Linked DNA regions of Mus musculus: regions 1, 3 and 4 are each linked to region 2. A link is a contact called in public promoter capture Hi-C data. All regions are on one chromosome and are shown on one strand. The core of a region is the stretch at or near the end of the contact, and the rest is flanking DNA. Distances in the headings are between cores, read along the strand shown.

Region 1 (2,923 bases), core at 58-2,557, 1.2 Mb before region 2:
GTGTCTGCTGGAGAGTCTGCTATATTGGTTGCTGGATGTGTGTGGAGAAAGAACCCATTCCCCTAGACACAGAACTGTTCCATTTTCTGTGACTTTGGGATTGTGGACTGAAGGGACAATGCCCTTTCTTTTCCATTTTGACACCCAGACAGCCTTGTATAAAATCGTACCTAGCTGAGCTCACCAGAGGCTCATGGCCACATGCAAAAGGAATCATCTTTCTCTCCTTTTCAGATGGGAAGACAGACTGAGACAGCCTCTGACTTGCTCAAGATAAGATAGTGAGGACCCTGCTTTGACAAAGAGGACCTCTGCTTGGCTGAGAGCATGCATAGGGAGTCTGCTACACAGAATGGCCTTTATCACACAAGAGACCATGGGCTTTTCCACATGTCTTGGAGCCTCGGTTTATATCTGTAGAATAAGGAGGATACGTCTCATTTCACAAGAGAATGGTGTTACGTGGTGATACAGTCATGGCTAAAGCGAAATCTCTTATTAGTATATTAACGTGGTTAATATTATTCTATTAAATATTATCTGGGCTGGAGAAATGGCTCAGCGATTAACACATGTAATTGCCAGCACCTTCATCAGGTGGCGCACCACCACCTATAACTCCAGCTCCAGGACATCTGGTGCCCTCTTCTGGCCTCCATGGGCACTGCGTGCATGTGAGAACAACATGCAATAGACCACAGACCAACAGACCACAGCAATTTAAATGTAAAACAAATCTTTAAGATATATTATAGCTATTGTGATACAACCAATTACGTCTCTAGAATCAAATGACTTTCAGGGAGGTTTAATGTGGGCTTTTCCTACTACTGAGCTGTGTGTGTTTCTGAGGAGGTGACACTCAGCAAATACCAGTTCCCTTCTATAAATATTTGGTTCATCCTAACTTATTTTCTGAATAAATTTTCCATCTGCCACCAGGCCGGCATCTCAGCTATCAACAACTCTGAACAATGCGGCAGGGGAAACGAGTGCTTGGTTCTAGCTGGGACTTTTTGGAAGTCAGACAGACCACCCATTTATTTGCCATGCAAACAAATCAGCCGGAGAAACTCCAGGCTGGTGGCAAGCTGAAGTTCTTGAAAGCCAGACAAAGACAGGTCATAGAGGACGAAACTTCCCCTGCAGGCTTGGCAGAGAGGCAGTTCCACAGAGCTTACACGTGCCTCTCTCCTGGGGAGTCAGAGGCAGACACTGTGGCATGGACCAATGGAGGGTAAGCTTAGAGAGAGTGTCCTTAATAATTTCCCCAATGGGAAGGAGTTTTGTTTTCCCTGTCTCTTAGGAGACCAGGCTAACAGGTCACTGGAAAACAAGTGTTGGTGCCAGGACCTCCGGTGGATACCAGACTGCTTTTTCAGAGACAGGTATTTGAATCCTCACTCTTTGCTCTAGGGTCGTTCTGTATGCACTCTGGGATTTTAGGGGTGTGTCTTGGTGGGGTTGGGGCCAGAGATTGATAGGTCACACTATATCAGGACATGCCCTATGTTTCTGGCTCTCTTTCCACTCCACTGGCAGCTGGTTATTCTTAGCCACAGATTGCTTTTCACCCTAGTGTTAACTTATTAGAGCTGTGGCGCAAGGCTGCTAGATAGGCAACTAGTAAGATCATGGCCGTCTGTCTTCTATTACCTCCTCTGGAAACAAGTCCAGGACCTCCCTCTCCCAGCCTTCCCCACTGGACTGTGTCCTGCTGGGAATCTTCTCTTGTCTTTCTTCAACCCTGGCAGTCTGACATCTCAGCTCACCTGCTCAGAAACGCACACGGCTCAGTTGGAGGAGAAGCGCACATTAAACCTCCCTGAAAAGGCTTCAAGGCTCACGGAGTGGGAGTCAAGTGGAGCTAGGGAGGAGGCAGAGAACCACTCATAGCCAGACCTCATGATGTCTGCCATGGCTAACCTCACCTGGCCTGATGCCCTGTTCACTGCCTGTTGCAAGAAGGGATTGTACCAGGGGTGGGTGGGATTTAGGCTAACAACACAAGCAGCTGGCTGAGAGAACTTTACCCCTAAGGAATGGCTATAACTAACTGGAATAATTACGTTTTGTCCACTCTCCTTAATCTGGAATTGAGCCAGATAGAGGGAGTTGGGCATGGAGCACACATAGTAAGACAAAGAAGTGAAGGCGGGCAGGAGGCTGACAGGTCAGCACCAAGTAACAGATTCCTGCTGCCTCTGCGGAGAGCGTGGAGGACACTGACATCTTTGCCCCTCTCTCTACCTTCCACACAAGATGTCAGCCTTGGGGTGCCTGGCGCAGGCGCCTGGTATCTACATTTTCCCTACATCCTCCCACAGGGGATCTATTTGGGAGACAGCCTCAGCGGCCTGCCGTTTACTACTCAAAGAGGCTAATAAGAATTCATTTGGTGCTGTCTTCAGGTGAAGGCACAGAGGCTAAAGGACCGCGGCCATTTCTTCCTGTTATGCAATCATCTGTGGCAGCCAGACATGACCTCTGTGTCTGCTCCCTAGAGTCCCGGGAGCAGAAGTCACAGCTCGGCTGCTTCCCAGGACTAGCTTACCTCCTCAGCAGTCCCTAGAATGTGCCCATAGGGAAAAAGTTAGGCAAGGGCACTATGACTAGAATTCTACCCCCGAATGCCATGTGATTAGTGCTGGTGAGCACGGCAGGCAAACCTAGGCTGATTCTGTTTTGGTAGCAATTGCCCGTAGAGAGACCTCGAAGTTCGCACTGTTATTTATGGAATGAGAGCTTAAAAGGTTGCTGGGCTGGGTCCTGGGGACCCTTTTTCGGAAGGAAGTTTTACTCTGAGAGGCTGCCTGATGTAAGGAAAGAACTTTAGGGTCAGATTTCATCCGGGGAGAATAATGCCCTAAGCAAGGTGGTCCATTTGCGTTTTCCTCCTTAGGCCATGGACACAGTGTGTATT
Region 2 (3,271 bases), core at 164-2,663:
AGAGACGCCAGTTTGAATCAGTCAGAGGAGTTTGGGCCAAAACAGCTGAGTTGAACCAGAGAGCAAGAATTCAGAAAGAGCTAGAAAGAGTGAGCTTATTCAGCAGGAAGTCTCAAAAGCTGGAAACACTATAGGCCTTTACAGAAGCTAGAAGCTTGCAGGATTGGGCCTAGATTAGCTGATGGAGGCAGTAAGCCTCCAGACAGCAATTACAGCAGGAGAATAAAAGTTATTGTTACACTTTTCTCATGTTAAAAGCCTCATTAATTTTTATGGTTTTGGATTTTTCAATGAGTGTATTGTTTGCATGTATGCCTGTGCCCCAGGTTTATGCCTGGTGTCTACTGAGGTTAGAAGTCATCAGATCCTCTGGAACTAAAGTTATGAATGGCTGTGAGCTGCCAAGTTGGGGCTGAGAATCGAACTTAAGTACTGTATAAGAACAATTCTTAACTACTGCACCATCTCTTTAGTTCCAGATTAATATTTTATGACTATGTTTACTTTGTAAAACAAAGGATTAAAATCGAATCCGATTACCAGTCTATTAAAAACCTTCCAAAAACACCTTTAGAGAAATGACCATATCGTTCAAAGATAACACATTTAGGAGGTTTTTATAGGCTTCTTTTCATACAGAACCTTCCAAACCTAAGGACATTTGAAGTTCTTTTCAGTCTCAGACACAAGAGACTTGCTTTCAAAGATCCCCTTCGGATGCTATCTGACTGAGCAAAGACAGCACAAAACAGATCCCTGTAAGGGCAAAGGTGCAATGGCAACGCTTAGGGATTCCTAATCCATTCAGCACGGGCCTATGTGCAAGAGGACAGCAGAAGCAGCGGCGTCGGTTTTTTGTTTTGCTTTTTTGTTTCTTTTCTTTTTTTTTTTTTTCCAGTTTGCCTGTCTTAAGGCTGCTCCTTGGCCTTCCAAACAATGATCCCCAAATCCTTGCCTCAGTCACCCAACCAAAGGTGTTGAGCACCTGCACTATTTCTCTCCCGGCAAGCCACGACGGAAAGGAAGCAATCCCAGATGGCGTCGGCACCAGAGTTTCCGAGGGGAAAAAAAAAATTTTTTTTCACTGAACGGGTCACAACCAAGCCTACCACGCTTACCAGATGGACGCTCCCAGTTAACCACGGCCTCCAGAACCGTTGGTTCGCGGGCAAAGACAAGTGTCGCGGTGGCATCTGGGAATTGTAGTTTCTGTCGCAAACAGAGCGCGTAGTTAGCATTACAACTACATTTCCCAAAAGCCAACGCAAAGCCCTGCCTGCTTGGCTGTCACTCATAATTCTATCCCATTTCTACTTGGAATACTATAGAGCACCTTTATTTGTTCGGCTTTTCTTGTTCGATAAACATCTCCGGGCATCTGTACTCCTTACTTTTCTTTCCCCTTCTTCAAACCAGCGCCTCCAAACGTCGAGAAAGGACAACACCGCGGAAAGCGCATGCGCCCTGGCCGGCGTCGCGCATGCGCAGCAGCCGGTCTTAGTCAGTGGCGCGCTGGACTCGGGGTCCGGAGGTACTCTGCCCGAGGGCGGGGCTGCTTCCAATGGCTGTCTTTGCGGGTCGCGTGTGCCTGGGCGGAGAGGCAGGCATGGGGCAGGGGCGGCTCCCGGCGGTCCCGGGCGGGGACAGGGGAGGGGCTGGGGGTGAGGACCCCGTCTCCCCTCCCTGCTCCCGCCCTCTGGGCCGATCCCCACCGACGGGGCTGGGCGAAGGGGCGGGCTCTGTGCCTGGGGCCCTTTGCTTCAGCCGTGCAGCCCTGGGCTCGATGACTGCTGGATTGCGGGGTGCCCTCTGGCTTGGCGGAGGTGGGCGAGGACAGAGGAGTAAGAGGAGCATCGGCGTACCCCGGGGGACAAGAACCGGCAGGGTTGGGGACGCCGCCCTTAGTCGCCGCTGACACTGTGATTGGCGGACACTGCTCCCCCGGAGCACCGGAGCCTCGGGCCCCAGCAGCTAAGGGCCAGGGTCTACCGCCTACCCCGCCAGCACCCGCCCGCTGCCCTGCCGCGGCGCTAGGAGGAGCCGAGGGGGGCGGAGACTGGTGTCGGAGGAGGGCGGGGTGGGAACGGTCGAGAACCAGCCGCTGCACAGACAAAAAATCGAATGGCTGGAGAACCTTCTACTGTTTACCAGCCTTTTGGGACCAAGCACGGATTTGACAGCTCCACAACGTGAGGATATCCGCTGACCCTGCGACACAGAGAACACTTCCCCGGGACTCTGTGTCCAGCTAACCAGCTCTGTGAGATTGCAACTTTCCAAGTTTGTTCTTTTCAATCTCTGTCAGAAGACTGCCCTCGTGTAGGAGAGGGTGCCTGGGTGATCCGCCTTGTGGATCGATTTGAAAGCATCAACTTTAAAAAGCACGTGTGATTCCCAGTGCCATCCAGACGCCTGCTTTCACGACGGCTGGATTTCTCTGACTTTATTCTTAGCGTTTCTCGTTGTTTTTGTTTTTTGTTTAAAAAACAAACAAACGACGGGCTGCTTTGGGGGAATGCTGAAAGGTAACTGACTAAACGCTGAAAAAGAAAAAGCTCTTGATTGTCATGGCTGAAGGAGAGAATGAAGCGAGATGGGAGGGACTGTGCAGCAGAGACACGACTACTAGAGAGACAGCACTGGAAAACATTAGGCAGATCGTTTTGAGAAAAACCGAATACCTTCGTTCAGCGAAAGAGACACTTTCCCGACCTTCAGACGGACTTTCAAACGCGGTTTCTTTGGATGGGATGAATAAACTTCTTGCTCATCTGCTTATGCTCTCTAAGAGATGTCCCTTTAAAGATGTGCGAGAGAGAAGCGGGCTCATTCTGAAGAGCGTCGAGGTAAGAGCAGTTTTAGAGTGACTTAACTAGCCGATGTGATTTGACTTAGTTATTCCCGTCGCTTTTGCTTCCATGGGGGTAGTCTAACTGGTTAGCTGTTAATAATGACATCACTAGGCATTAGAGGGTTCTGTAAAACGTTCAATGTTGGGCCCAAATGGAACAGGCTAAACTAAAAACGGTTTTCAAAAATAGATGAACAGGAATTGTTTTTATGGTGTTTTTGGGTAGAAATGGCATTGTCTGTGGAATATAATATATATGAAAGGTCTGGTTAATTAAAATCCAGTCTTTGTCATTTTTTTTCTGTTTGTTGCCAAGTGTAGCCAGTGCGCTTTTCACATTGTTATGGTGTGGAAAGTTTCACACTGAAAGCCTCAAAAATGAGGAGTTGCATGAAATATTTCCTATTTGTTCAGAGTAAC
Region 3 (3,251 bases), core at 145-2,644, 1.6 Mb before region 2:
TTAAAAAAAAAGAATGTAAAAAAAAAGAATTCAACTTTGCTTCTGATTTGCTGCAGTAAACATGATACTTTTCACAGTTTTCTATGAACAAAATTTCTCCTCTCTCAAATAAAAATAACCCTCCATTTCCCAGTCTTGGGACAGGTAGGGAAAGAAGAAAGAGAGAAAAAAAAGAAGGGAGGAGGGACAAAAAGAGAGCGAGAGAAAGAGAGAGAGAAAGAAAAGGGGAGGTAGGGAGGGGAGGAAGGAAAGGAAGGAGAAAGGGAGAGGAAAGAAAGAAAAAAATAAAAGAAAACCCAAAATATGCATACACCTTAATTTCCCACATAGAATTTAAAAATTCTCCTCCAATGAAATGTCATGTATAAAACCAAGTTAGGCTGAGCAGTAGTGACACATGCCTTTAATCCCAGCACTTGGGAGGCAAAGGCAGGCAGATTTCTGAGTTCAAGGCCAGCCTGGTCTACAGAGTGAGTTCCAGGATAGCCAGGGCTATACAGAGAAACCCCGTCTCGAAAAAACAAACAAACAAAAAAAAAAAAAACCCAAGTTAGTCATTTAATAGTCAGTCAAAGATGTACACATTTTATTGAGTTAAATCAAGGCACACACTGTTTTTATACACTTTACAGCCCGTGTCTTTATGCAATTTGACTAACCAGTTATCAATATAAATAGCACCTTACTAGTTAGTCATAGTAGGTGCACAAAATTCATTAATGACTAAAAAGAAACTGTCGTCTACACTACATATTTACTTAAGTAGCAGAAAACTGTAAGAACCAATGCAATAGCATTTGGGAACTCAATAAGTATTTTTTGAACAAACGTAACCATCACTCAGGGAAATGCAGAAGTGTACAAGGTTGGAAGGAAAAGAAAAATTCCCATTTTGTACCTGTTGTGGCAAACACTGCTCTCTACAGTTCTATGACACACGGCTGTTGTGACAGCTATTTTTTACAGGGTAAACTGATTTAGGGCTGTTCAAATGCCCAGAGTGACAAAACTTTGAGTCCAGTTTGTCGCCTGGTTCTTGTCAGATTCCGAGGCCACCACCATTCTCACAGCTCAGAATCTATCAGCGGCGAGGTCATAAGCCGATCACAGCGTCCGCCCTCGCTCCAGTCCACCGCCCGCGGTCTGCCACCACGGCTTCCCCAGCGGCGATTCGGGACGGAGAATCGGCCGAGCCGACTCCTTCCCAGGGACCACTAGCAAAGCACGACCGGAAAGAGCGACAGCGGGAAGACCGCGTCGGAGGTCACGGGAGACTCGCCCCCACGCCATCGCGCCCCACACACTTACAGAACTTTGTCCAAAGCATCCATAGCTGCAAGATCCCTTAGCGAATGCACGTGTACCGATTACTTCCGGGAAGCCGCCGCGAGCGCCGGAAGAGACGGTGCCGGAAGTGCGAAATACCACTTCAATGGACAGCCCGGCTGTCCGCGCTGGCGGCCATTTTGGGAAGGCATGGCGTTCCGTCTCCCTTGGTTACGGAACGTTGTTTGATTGTTCTCCGGAAAGTAAACGACTTAGTCGAGGATTTGGGAGGCAAGTGTTCCTTTTCAGGGAAATAACCAGAATGCTAGAAAGGTTGGAGGTACGGTACTCAGTTACCAAAAGTACTGCTATGAAAAGGACGCCATTAACTGGGAGAGCAGTTGAAGCAGCTTGATTAACCCCTCGCCTTCTACATGAAAGATACACGAAGAATACTGCTCATCGTGACTTTCTCTCAAGTCTCAGTCATATAACTTGCATATAGTTATATAAAATACACCTGGTAATGTGTACAATTCATTGGTTTGGGTGCCTTCACAAAGCCACTGAAGCCAGCACAGCCGTGAAGGCAGTAACACCAGCATTGGGGGAGGAGAGGGCAGAATTGAAAATTAAAAATTCAACCTCCACTCCACAATGAGGTGCACGCGCACACACACACACATCAAAGAACTCAGCATTGGGCTGCAGTCCTGGCATCTCAGTACTTTAGAAAGGAAGGCTGGAAGATCAGGCTGTGTAGGGATTTAGATGCAACCATCAACTATTATCTCATGCAATATACTTTTATTACTTCAAAGAGCTCACATACCCATCCACGAGTGGCACGGTGTTGCCTGGAATTGCCTAGTCTGCTGTACATAGTATGAATTGAATCTCATAGTGTGCAGTCTTGGGTCTGACTTTATTAAATTTTGAGTTTTGTTTTGAGACAGGGTTTCTCTACATCACTTTCTCTGGCCTGTAACTTGCTATATAGATCACCGGGATCTTGAATTCTGTGTTGTTTCTGCCACTTGAGTGACAAAAATTACAGTCATTTGCCACCACAAGTGACCTAATTTACCATTGCAAGGTCTGTGCATTTGTGTGCTCTGTTTTGGGGTGAGGATCTTGAAATGCAGCCAGTGCTGGCATAGAGCTGTTGACCGTGCTGGTGTAGAACCTGAGATGCTGCCTTTCCCTATGGACCACTGGAACTAAATGCATAGCCTACCAAGATTAAAGGCATGTCCTGCCATTCCAGGAAATCCATCTTTTTGCATATTGGGATGGATAATGGCAAGTTAGGAAGGTGGCTTCTAAATAGCTTTAAAGGCCTGGCTGGAGCTACCTGGGCAGTCTCAGTGGTATAGCACTTAACTATATACACCGTCCTAGGCACAAACTCCTGTCCAAGTCTGACCGGACTATTTAAGACACTGTCTCAAAATAAATAAGCAATAAATCCATCTGGTAAACAAACTCCTTTTCCCAAGTTCTATGAGCTGTGCTAGCAAGCAATTGAAGGTGAGAAAAGCATTGTGGGAACATTCAGTTTGTAGGCAAGTCAGAGGCGGTGGGTAACTTGGGGAACTACTTGAGATTAGCATGTAGACTAGAGATGGCACGATGGTATGGGGCTGTGGATCTGACACTAAGTCCAGGTTGACTAAGGATCAGAACTTCAGAACTGGATTAGGTTAGATGACATTGAATATGTATCCTCTAGGAACTCATCTGTGATTTAAACAAAACAAACAAAAAAACCACAAAACCCAGATATATAATATCTGTTGTACAAAAAAAAAGTCATCTGACTTATTGCATTCTTCACAGGATGACTTTAAAACACAAGAACACTTGCTGCGGTCAGAAGGCTAGAGAATTTAAGGCTAGTCTGGGTTACATATAAAAACTCTGTCTCAGGAAAAAAGGAGGGTGAGTATGGGGCAGAAGACAAGAGTGGTGATGGCCCAGCAGTT
Region 4 (3,121 bases), core at 462-2,961, 1.7 Mb after region 2:
AACAGTGACAACCGTGTCTGTCTTACTTGGTCAGCTTCAGCCCCTGCCGCACTGACACTAGTCTTCATGGTCCTTACACACAAGCAGCTATCCTTAAAGAGTGTTTTCCATGGCTACAACTGATTTAGAGCTGGGGTGATTATAAAGGATAGAGATTTTTTTTTACTCATGCCTCTAGAGTCTGGGAAATTCAAGTCAACTGCCTCTAACCCTCTTCTCCCCTTAAACAAACTCCCCTTCCCTTCTGCCCTTTAGAAGCTGCCATTTGGTGAAAGGACTTCTTGCTGCATCACAAGGTGGAAGATAAGGATGGTGTAAGCATGCCAGAGAGAGCTTGTTTTCATAACAAAGCCACGTACTCCCTTAATACCCACTAATACCGACTGTCCATTCTTCAGAAAGAACCTTCATGGCCCTGCTCTTCCTAAAGGTACTGCACCAAATTCCTAACACATGAAACTAGGGGGACACATTCTGGACAAACTAGGGACCTTTGTTCCAGACAGGCCTAGAACACTCTCACTTAGGTATCTGCAAGGAAACTCACCTTCAAGTCTAGACTCAAACACATCCCCTCAGCGGGGCCTACCCATTCCATTCCAACTATTCCAACGCAACTCCACCTTGCCAATCGGTCCCCTTTACCACACTTACCCCACCCCCAGAGCTAATCACAGGCTGCTGTGTAATTTACCAGATGCTGTCTGCATGTGCATACACTCCACAAGACTAGACTTCTTCTTCATCCCTGTTTTATTTATCTCACGTGCACAGAAATAGTGCCTGGTAATTAAAAACTTGCAGAAGCTAGGAACGCTGTTGCAAGCCTATAATTCAAGCATCTGGGAAAGAGGCAGGAGCTCACGTGTTCAAGGACATCGTTCACTATAAAAGTAAGAAGCCAGTCACAACGAGGCCGCCTTAAAAAAGTCTTATAGACCTAAGTCTGGAGGTCACCCAGACGGCACGAGAGATACAGAGAGTTTTAGTAGGAAAGTAACCCGGCAGGAGTCCATATGAAAAAATCTCCTTGACGGCAGTTTGCATTAGAGATGACTAGGAAAGAAAGCCCGTAAGGTTCGTTTCGGGTGAGATTTCTATAAAGCTATAGACTCTATAACGAAGGCTAAGACTGGCAGAAGAGCAGTGTTTAGGATACACAGGCAAAGCTGTCCTTGACCTGCACTACGCTGGGAGTGGATCCACGTTCCTTAGCGTGTCACCGCTCTGTAAGACCCGGGCCTGGCCTCCAGTTGGTTGGGTCTACAGCTACGAAACCCTTCCCTTCTGCGGACGTCGGAAGCGGACTTCTACACAAGATCGAGTTCCCCTGGAGCCCTCCCATCCCGAACCTTCCCCAGGTCCCCCAAGGTCAAAGGAAACTGGACACTCCCACGCCGCCCAGCCCCGAGTCAGTGTGTCTGCAGCTTGCTGCACCCAAGTCCGGGGACGCACAGCCTGGGCCAGCTTAATTCCCACGGTCCCGGGGTTCGAGAGGCGTCCCTAGGCAACCCCAACTCTGCGGAACGGGAAGGGTTCGCAGACACGGCCGGAGCGCCGCAGGGCAGAAGCCAGCCGAGGGCGAAGCGCCCGGCGAGGGGCTGAGCCGGCGGGCCAGTAGGGGCGCACTCACCTGCGCAGTCCGCTGGTCCCTCCCCGGACCGCGCCGACCGCAGGCGGGAGCCACCTCCGCACCTGCCCCGCCTCTTCCGCCCCAGCCTACGCAGAGAGTGGACCCCTAGGCGCATCTGAGCACGGTGGTGGCCTCACAGCGTCCCCTGCTGGACGCGGCGCCTTGGAGGACCACGCTGTTGAGGTCGGGGTGTGGGGAAGTGAGGTGGGGGGGGGGGGGGGGGGGAGAGGGGACGTGGGAGGCCCATCCCAGGCCCGCTGAGCTTGGCAGCCAGTTCCAGAAGAATTTGGTTTGGAAGCAAAAGTTCTTTCTCTCGAATAGCCAAAGCCCTGAACTTCTTAGTGAGTTATAGATGTTGTCTCCAGAAAACTGTCTTAACATCACAGAATATAAGAGTTTACTTCTAACCCGTCCGTGTGTAGGTGTATCGCTGTAATCCCAACACTGGAGAGACCGAGGTAGGAAGAATGGGGGTTCAAGGTTTTCCTTGGGTACATGACTAGGAAGTTCGAGGCCAGGCTGAGCTACAAAGAAATAAATATAAATGGGAATAAATAAAATACCTCACATTGGGTGTGATCCTATCATTGGGGGAGTGGAGGCAGAAAGATCAAGTAAGTCACTTGACCTGTCTTTGGCTACATAACAAGCTTGAGACCAGCTTGGGTTACATGAAACCCTGTCTCAATATATCAACCCCTGACCCCCCACCCCCCAAAAAAAACTAAGTCACACCGTTTTCGTTCAGTTTTCTTGCCATGCCAGAAGTGATTGGACAGGGGTTAGAGTCTAGGAAAACACGGTTTAGTGGAACCAGTGAAAACAAACCTTGGGAGTCAGATGGAATATAGCCCAGACACTAGAGTACAGTCAGTTTCACAAAAGTTGTTTTTTTGTTTTGTTTTGTTTTGTTTGTTTGTTTTTAAAACGTAAATACTTTTACGTGTATGAGTGTCTTTGCCTGCATGTACCATGTGCCTCTATGCTGAAGGAGGCCAGAAGAGGGCATTGCATCTCCTGGGACTGGAGTTACAGATGGTTGCTAACCACCATGCAGATGCTGGGAATGGAATCTGGCTCATCTGGAAGAGCAGCCAGTGCCCTTCCCTCTGGAGCCCAGGTTTAGATATGTTTGCGTTAACGTTTGTTGGGATATATGCTGTATTAAACGAGAAGTAGCCTTCCTGATTTTCTTCTTTTTCAGACGTTTCCCTTCCAAGTCTGTGAGCTCTGTTCCCCGCCTTTTCATTGATGCTCCTTTCTCCTAAGTTGGCACAATAGTTTCTTGATTGTGTTTGTATAAGAGGAATGCACAACTACAAATTGTTTCAAATGCTGAAATGATACATCTACACGGTTGACATTGTGAGATCAGGAGGGATACACAGTTGCATTTACTTGTAGGTCAACACCTGCCATCATGTTTGACCTAGGGAACTCAGGTCTTTTAGTCTTGGCAGCGAAAGCCTTTATCCTTTGAGCCAGTTC

What was found. Promoter capture Hi-C pulls out the DNA fragments that hold promoters and counts their contacts. Capture Hi-C pulls out chosen DNA fragments and counts their contacts.
Region 1: a contact with region 2 is called in a promoter capture Hi-C map of liver, with 5 times the contacts expected there. The contact joins the promoter of Ddo here to the promoter of Cep57l1 in region 2. A contact is called at or near these places in 3 of 39 promoter capture datasets (frontonasal cranial neural crest and liver).
Region 3: a promoter capture Hi-C map of pancreatic islet shows a contact between it and region 2. The contact joins the promoter of Rpf2 here to the promoter of Cep57l1 in region 2. A contact is called at or near these places in 2 of 39 promoter capture datasets (embryonic stem cells and pre-B cells), 1 of 484 Hi-C or Micro-C datasets (cardiomyocytes), 2 of 115 datasets of contacts at active chromatin or transcription factors (astrocytes and pancreatic cancer cells) and 2 of 9 other capture datasets (liver and pancreatic islet).
Region 4: a promoter capture Hi-C map of liver shows a contact between it and region 2, with 5 times the contacts expected there. The contact joins the promoter of Mtres1 here to the promoter of Cep57l1 in region 2. A contact is called at or near these places in 1 of 39 promoter capture datasets (liver) and 2 of 9 other capture datasets (adipose tissue and liver).

What each region holds. Positions count from the first base shown.
Region 1 is chr10:40,628,704-40,631,626 of GRCm38.p6, forward strand. Ddo (D-aspartate oxidase) reads left to right here and starts at 1,308. Exons shown (of 5, transcript NM_027442.5): 1 at 1,308-1,388; 2 at 2,903-2,923. The coding sequence starts at 2,906.
Region 2 is chr10:41,808,455-41,811,725 of GRCm38.p6, forward strand. It overlaps Cep57l1 (centrosomal protein 57-like 1), which reads right to left and starts at 1,414. Exons shown (of 11, transcript NM_001243074.1): 1 at 1,334-1,414; 2 at 1,119-1,209. The coding sequence starts at 1,193. Sesn1 (sestrin 1) reads left to right here and starts at 2,120. Exons shown (of 10, transcript NM_001162908.1): 1 at 2,120-2,846. The coding sequence starts at 2,568.
Region 3 is chr10:40,245,645-40,248,895 of GRCm38.p6, forward strand. It overlaps Rpf2 (ribosome production factor 2 homolog), which reads right to left and starts at 1,395. Exons shown (of 10, transcript NM_023323.3): 1 at 1,309-1,395. The coding sequence starts at 1,331. It overlaps Gtf3c6 (general transcription factor IIIC, polypeptide 6, alpha), which reads right to left. Exons shown (of 6, transcript NM_026113.5): 6 at 2,057-3,251.
Region 4 is chr10:43,539,307-43,542,427 of GRCm38.p6, forward strand. Mtres1 (mitochondrial transcription rescue factor 1) reads right to left here and starts at 1,712. Exons shown (of 4, transcript NM_026411.2): 1 at 1,634-1,712.